Linked DNA regions of Mus musculus: region 2 is linked to region 1. Evidence: chromatin contacts called from public Hi-C data. All regions are on one chromosome and are shown on one strand. The core of a region is the stretch at or near the end of the contact, and the rest is flanking DNA. Distances in the headings are between cores, read along the strand shown.

Region 1 (3,700 bases), core at 53-2,552:
TTTTGTTCTTAACAAACCACACTTCCCTTTGATATGCAGTAAGTTAGCTCCACTCTTATACTCTGTGAAAACACAGTCCTTCCCCCCAAAGAGCAAGACTTTCCTGTCACTCAAAATAGGAGCTTTTCCCCGTGTTTTCTTGAATTTCACATACACAAATCAAGGATGAGTCCCCTTTAGATGCATTTCTATATCACTGCACCAGAATCCTGGCATTCAAATTGTACCTATAATAAGAGTAGAGAATTCCCATGGAAATCCAGGGCCGGGTGACTCAGTATTTCTCAGCTGTCAAACAGTTTACATTGTGGGGGATGAAGCAGGAGCAGGGTTTGGATCTTAAATGAAGCAAGCCCGCAACATTAACTAGAAGGTTACAACTTTTTAAAAAGAGAATGGACGAAAAGTTAGAAGGGGTAAGTTCCCTCAGCCAGCTTGTAATAGAAAACTCCAGGACCAGACACAGATCCTGGAAACTTTAGAGAAAGAAGATTGGAAAAGTCTAGTTTTGCTTTCAATCTCCGGTCCTGGCGATTGGGAGGAAGAACAACAGTGGAACTGTGCCAAGGGATCAGGAGGGAGGAAGAGGGGCGCCTGCTCTCATCAGGACCCGCCCTCCCTGACCTGAAATCAGTGTCCTTACTTCTCAAAAGATGGTAGTGGATTTGAGTCCCACTGCAGGTTAGCTGTTCCTCATTTCCCTCCATTTATAAGCGGTTGGGGCTTCTAATTTTTTTTCCTCTGGGGTTAGGAGAAACGGAAATTTGTTTAAACTTCCTGACCCCTGCAGATTCCCTGTGATTTGCTCAAAACAAAACAGTATCTCTGCATTTCTTCAACCTTGTGCTCAAACCCAAAGGAACCTCCACATAGTAAACAGATACAGAAAGAAAACACACTAGCTCTATCAAGAAAGAAACCTGCTCTGAACTCGCAGAGACAACTCCCTGCTGGAGTTTCCCCCTTTCCTTTCTTCCTTTCTTCCTTTCTTTGTAGCCACGTCTCCATTCTACAACACTTACTGGTTACTTAATACCGTTTACATAACCACTGCCCCGTACACATTTGCATTTTATATTTGCGTTCAAAAATATCCGCCTAAAGTTGGGCAAACTCCGGCTGCAGAAACCAGGTCCACTCTCCCTGCGTTTGGGTGTCCCGGGTACCTGCCAGCTGTGCGTCCTCGGAATTGAGGACATCGTGTTTTCAATTTTCTTCAATAAAGCAATGAATCTGGCAATTTGCTGGCCTGCTTCAGCTAAACAGAAAGGACAATTTGAGAAGGATCATAGTTCAGGCCCAGTCAGACGGAAACGATTGAAAACAGAGAGCTGGCCGCTGTGGTTCCCCAGTGCAGCGCGCTGTCGCAGTTTGACTGACAAACTGACTTTTTCGAGGTGCTCATGCCCATTTCAGTCAGAGTTTATTGAAGGTGATTTTGATCTTCTCCATGAGGCCACAGCAGTGGCCGTGCCATCTGTCACCTTGATTGCATCGTGGATTCTCTGGAGAGAGCGCCATGGCTCCTGATCACTTACAGATTGTGCGGCTTTCTCCTCCATACGGACCACATGCGCAGAGCCAGATGGTGAACATAGACGCTGATTATAAGTCTTTATCTCCGTGCAGGAAGGAGAGGAACTATTAGGTTTCCCTCAGGAGCTCTGCTCCTCTCTACCCTCATGCTGCTCCTCCGCAAATACAGTCTTCTTCAGCTGTCATCGGCCTACCTTGGAAAATTAAAAAAATAAACAATAATTCCATCACCGGGGCCGGGAACCCAAGCTGGTGCAGCAGAGCGGTCCCCTGGCCTTGCTCCCCTTCTCACAGGCCCCGCCCCACCCCCACCGCCTGTCTGCCTGTCAGCATTAGGTACAAAGAAGTTTGTTTGGGAATTAATATGTTAGTTTTTGAGAACTCGGGAGGGACCCACTATTTTAAATGAAGCCTCAGGACTTGCAGCTTTCTTGTGTGATTGCGATGTGGCTTCCATTGCATTGTGCTGTGTGTGCGCTTCCATTTAGGGAGGATTTTTATTTGTTTGTTATTTTTAATTCATCTTACACGTTTTTAAATTGTAAGCTGTTTTTCTGAAATAATCTCAGGAGAAGGGTTACTCACATTTGGGTCACAGCACAATCTCTGGGAGAGATTCAGAGGCAGGTGACAGTGAGCCCGAGTTGGAAACCTCTAGGTGTAGTACTGGAAAGAGGCACCGAGGCAAGAGGTGGAGATCTGGGATAGGCAGGGGCCCCCTGAAGCCCAGCATAGATTCCACCTCAAAGCATCACTGCCAGCAGACAGTCAGGAACCCGTCTCAAAGAACATGACGGAAGTGTAGGGTGTGCAAGCACCAACACCACTCAGAGTTTACATGAACAGCTAAGAAAGGGGTTCTCCGTCTTCTTGCTTTTTGAACATTATTTTTACAAGTTAAAGAATATACAGTTAAAAAACTATTTCTTTCCTTTACATACAACCCCTCCATGAAGATATAAGGATATAGGACATGTCTTGGTCCGCAGCTCACTCATAAGCAAAAAGCTCCTGCCCTTGCTCTCATAGGTCTCTATTTCTTTTCTCTCTCCCTTGCACACACACCCTGTCAGTGTGAGGGATATCCCCTCCCCTCCCCAAGTGAGCAGCTGTCCACAGAAACCAGGCAACAGATTCCAGTGACCCATGACCTTGAAGTCTTGCCGATTTGGGTCATTCATTAAGAATAACTGCCATCAACCCAACAGCCTACAATTACCAGTACCCAATAGCTTTGCTCAGACACTAAATATGAGTGATTCTGGGGACAGTCACCCAATCACTGCTGGCTTAGGTTGAATTGGCATGGAATTCTCTGTCTTTGAGACAAGTGGGCCACAATATCACACAAAGTGTCCCTAAGGGAAGATTTTTCCAGTGTATCAGGCTCTGTGGTGGGCAGGACACAAGAAAGAATTGAGAAAAGCATTTTTGAGAAATAACAGTAAACACACATATGCATATGCATTAGTGAGCAAACACACACATACACACACACAAGCACAGACACACACACCCACGTGTGCACAACAAACAAATGCCTTTCCTTCTTACCTACATTTCCTCAGAAAATAACCAATTCCAAATCACCTCCTACACTCAGGTCAAACGCTATTTCACATGTTTTGCTTAGCTATTAGAAATCTTGCCAGTGAGTATTGAAATAAAAGTCAATAGTATTCTCAGCAGAATCAGTTAAGAAAAGAAAATCGAAAATAAAAGCTCATTTAATTCATGAGTTCTATGATAAGGCAGTCACCTGCCTCCGTTTCTGTGACATGAAACAATTATTCTCAACAGAGTGAAAGTTAATACAGAAGTTGGTAAAGGAAGAAACCCAATGTGATCAGTCCTGCCATAAATGCCTTGTCCAACAAGACCCCGGTGCCTATCCTCAAACTCAACCCTTTCTTCTCCTTCCCCTCCTCCTCACTGGGGCACCAGACCATGTGCGATGATAACTCCGGATGAATAGAAAATGCTTGTCCCGTTCTTAGTTGATTGAAGCTTTCCATTCTTCTGTTCCAACCAAGGCCTGACAAGTCAGGTGGAAAATTCTAGAAACAGCTCCTAAGTTTTCAGCTGTGCAGTGTACTGAGCAGTGTGCTAGAGTCTTACAGCATTCCTAATATGCATTTCCTATAGTATGTCAATATAAATGTTA
Region 2 (3,393 bases), core at 136-2,635, 360 kb after region 1:
AGGGAGGGAGGGAGGGAGGGAGGGAGGGAGGAAAGAAGAAGAAAGAAAAAGAAAAAAGCCCACAAAACTGGCATGTTCTCTTTAGAGGAACCAAGGCCACCGACTAAAGAACAAAGTGTAGAACTGTTCCAGACAGGGCAGGTTTCCAAAGGCATGGCGACTCAGCCCAGCCCAGCCCGGGGCCTATGGGTTCCCCAGCTGTCATGTCATCTCTGAAAATAAGGGCTGCTGAGGTGAATACACTTGAGAAGATGGTCTGCAACAGTGGAGCATCATGTCTGCAGCTTGCTCTCAGATGGTTCAAAAAAAAAAAAAAAAAAAAAAAAAGACCTGCTTCTTTCTTGCCACTTTTCTGTAAACTTGAAATTATTCCAATTAAGATGAAAAAAGCAACCACTAATTTCTAGAACAGCAAACACTATTTTAAAACCATCTATTCCTAAGTCTTTTGTAACAACCAAATGACTTAGTACCTACAAAACACTCAGCACAATGCCCTGGGCAGGCTAAAACCTTTAAATTGCAGCCAAATGCAGTACAGACATACGAGCTCTGAACTATTGGCTATATGCTATACATATCCAGTAAAGTTAAATGAAAGGATTCAATCACATTGTAGAGCTGTTTCCCCAAGAAGCAAATGTCAAGACCAGATAACCTTGATGGCGCATGTGTACTTAATTATGCAGAGTTGCACGGTGCTAATTACCATGATTCTTCCACCCTTTCCCCGGGCAGCTTCCTGCTTGAGATCATTTGTTAGGTAAAGGATGGTGGGAGAAACATCGGCAAAGCTTCACAGAGCTTGATTAAATGTCGCACGTTTCTGGGTTCCTTTTGCTAGAGCTCTCTCTCAGAAGAAGAAGAAGAAGAAGAAGAAGAAGAAGAAGAAGAAGAAGAAGAAGAAGAAGAAGAAGAAGAAGAAGAAGAAGAAGAAGAAGAAGAAGAAGAAATAGAAGAAAAAATAAAAGAAGAAATAGAAGAAGAAACTGACTTGAAGTATCTCTCCCAAGGGTGCTTCTCTGGCTGGTTCCAAATGACCAGCTCGGCTTACTGCATCTGAGGACAAAGCTCGGATTCAGCCAAGTTTTGATAATAATAGTTAACCTCAGCTAGCTTTGTCCCTTTTCAACTCCAATTTTGTACTTTACTCCACATCCAAAAATATCACTCCAGGGTTTGACACAGCCTCCTGAAAAAAACAATTCGCTAGAGCTTATCCTGTGCTAAGTTCCTGTACCTTCAAAACTGCCTTTATTTAAAAACAAGAAACGAGGCAAAGAAAGAAAATCGCCAAGAGCTCAGCCGCGATACCGCATATTCTCCCCACACTGCACCATGTCTGGCTCGCTCAGCTTGCTCTGACATCGAGGGGCACGCTGCCAGCAAAGAGCCACATGGACTGCCGAAGGGAATCACAACCTGACCCTCTCATCTCCTGCTCCTCCCCCTTCTCCAGGGCCCCACTGCCAGCTTCACCAACAGTTAATTGTCTTTTCATGCAAAGACTTTGACAGCTCCTCTCCCACAAACCACACTCGAATCTTACCCCCTGTATAGTTTGGGGAGGGGAATGTTTCCATTTTTAGGACAGCATAAGACCTGGCCCATTTAATTTAGAAATTAATAATAATTCTGAGCGCTCTCTTCTCTGTTCTGGAAGAGCAGTGAAGCCACTCTGAAATGAGGCATTTACTACTGTGCCTGCCAGGACAAAAACAGATGGACCAAAAAAGTTTAGATGGATGAATCTGAAAAATTGGATGACCTTTATTATACCCCAAAAGTTATAAAAAATTAGAAGTGCAAAACTTACAGTTGCCAAAAGTCTCTCCAATTTGCAATTTTCATATTGTGAATGCAGACACAGGAGGAAGCATTTCCTGTCACTCTCTAGGCCGTCCAATGTCATTGCCTAGGCACTAGCCCACAGAGTTTCCTTACCTGGAAAAATCAAGAGAATGGTTTGATCGCCAAGGCTCCTTCCTTGATGCAGTAAGGAGATTAGGGAATTTATGTCACGTGATATTCTCAGACTGGGTGCAGCTCTTTAGAATTTGAGCCAAATGAGACCAGAACCTAGCCTGGCTCTTGAGTAAACCGCCTAATGCCATGCTGGTTGCTGACTCCAACCGATGCTACCGTCCACCCAGATTCACCCAGCATCAAGGTGATGTGGAAACTGCAGACTTGTACGATAAAAGTGGATCCGTATAAAGGTAGCCACAATTAGAGTCCCTTTTTCCTGTTAATCCTACCACCACTACTGAGGTCTGGGGACATTTGCTGCTGTTACCAATGCCTGCATTAGACACTTAACCTATAATATATGGTATATAGATATCATTCTCCAGTATGATATGACTTAGTAAACACAGAATAGAGTTGCCCAAAAGGTCGGAGATATGTGATCAAGAGTCTGGGAGTGGGGAAGGAGCTGAGATGGCTAGCCTCCTCCTGTGGGAAGGCTCTGAAGCCCTGAGGCAGGCTGAGTAGAAGAGTGCCTCAGCCTGAGAGCAAGATACTGAAAAGAGGAAGCAATTCCAGGCCCTGGAGAAAGGCAGAGCCTTAAGCCATGCACTACCATGTGGAGGGTCGCTAGATGGTCCGTGGAGCATTAACTTTCGTACTGGTTCTGGTGGCTCTGATTGGCAGCAGATCACACACTTGGGGGAATTCCACTTCACACCAGTCTGAAACACTCCACCAATGTGACAACAAAGAGAAGCCCCAGGTCTTTTTCATCTACAATCTCATGGAATCCAGTTGATCCCGTTATTTTTATTGATTTCATTTCATTTGTTTTTAAAATGCTATCCAGACAAGAATGCTTCATATAGGCAACCTTTACCTTTGATCTCCTTCCCAAAATATTAATAGTAGACACAAAACCCAATCTCTAGCCCAAACTATTAATTCTTTCTTGTTCCTACTGGGATCAGATGCTGTTATGTTAGAAGCAGAGGCAGGGCATCATGATATGTTTAAATCTCAAAATACACTTGGAACTAACATACACAAGAAAGAAACTAGACATTTGGGCTTTTGAATCAGCTACTTCTGCAAAGTGCATAAAATGGTAAAAAGCTTTGCAGGCAGGGTTTCTAGTCATATAAGCATAGCAGGAAACATCCTACCAATGAGTAAGTGCAGGCTGCTGGTGTCCCTCGGGGTTTTTTTTTATAATTTGTTCACATTCTTCTGCTTATTAGGAAAGTTGGACTGTGACTTTGGATGCTGAGTCAAAAGAACTAATTAAATGATAAATGTCACTTTTTCTCCTGACTGACTCAACCAGGATTTGAATAACATGTTCTTCTATTAACCAAACCAAGAGAGAAAATACTGCTCTCCTTGACCTTAGAGAACAAAGGGACAAATAAAAAGTGAATG

What was found. Hi-C and Micro-C count contacts between places; a contact is called where the count stands out from the background.
Region 2: a contact with region 1 is called in a Hi-C map of cerebellar granule neurons, with 2.6 times the contacts expected there. The contact joins two enhancer-like sites. A contact is called at or near these places in 1 of 484 Hi-C or Micro-C datasets (cerebellar granule neurons) and 3 of 115 datasets of contacts at active chromatin or transcription factors (astrocytes, embryonic fibroblasts and heart atrium).

The regions. Positions count from the first base shown.
Region 1 is chr3:18,624,324-18,628,023 of GRCm38.p6, forward strand. It overlaps Gm30789 (predicted gene, 30789), which reads right to left. Exons shown (of 4, transcript NR_166210.1): 4 at 1-1,730. Among named protein-coding and RNA genes, the nearest start is that of Gm30723, 8.9 kb to the left of the region's middle. Within about 2 kb of position 1,303, at least 188 of the 459 cell types and tissues checked have an H3K27ac peak or open chromatin away from gene starts, as enhancers often do. A contact at or near this core is called in cerebellar granule neurons, where this site is marked.
Region 2 is chr3:18,988,681-18,992,073 of GRCm38.p6, forward strand. No RefSeq gene overlaps it. Among named protein-coding and RNA genes, the nearest start is that of Armc1, 170 kb to the right of the region's middle. Within about 2 kb of position 1,386, at least 10 of the 459 cell types and tissues checked have an H3K27ac peak or open chromatin away from gene starts, as enhancers often do. A contact at or near this core is called in cerebellar granule neurons, where this site is marked.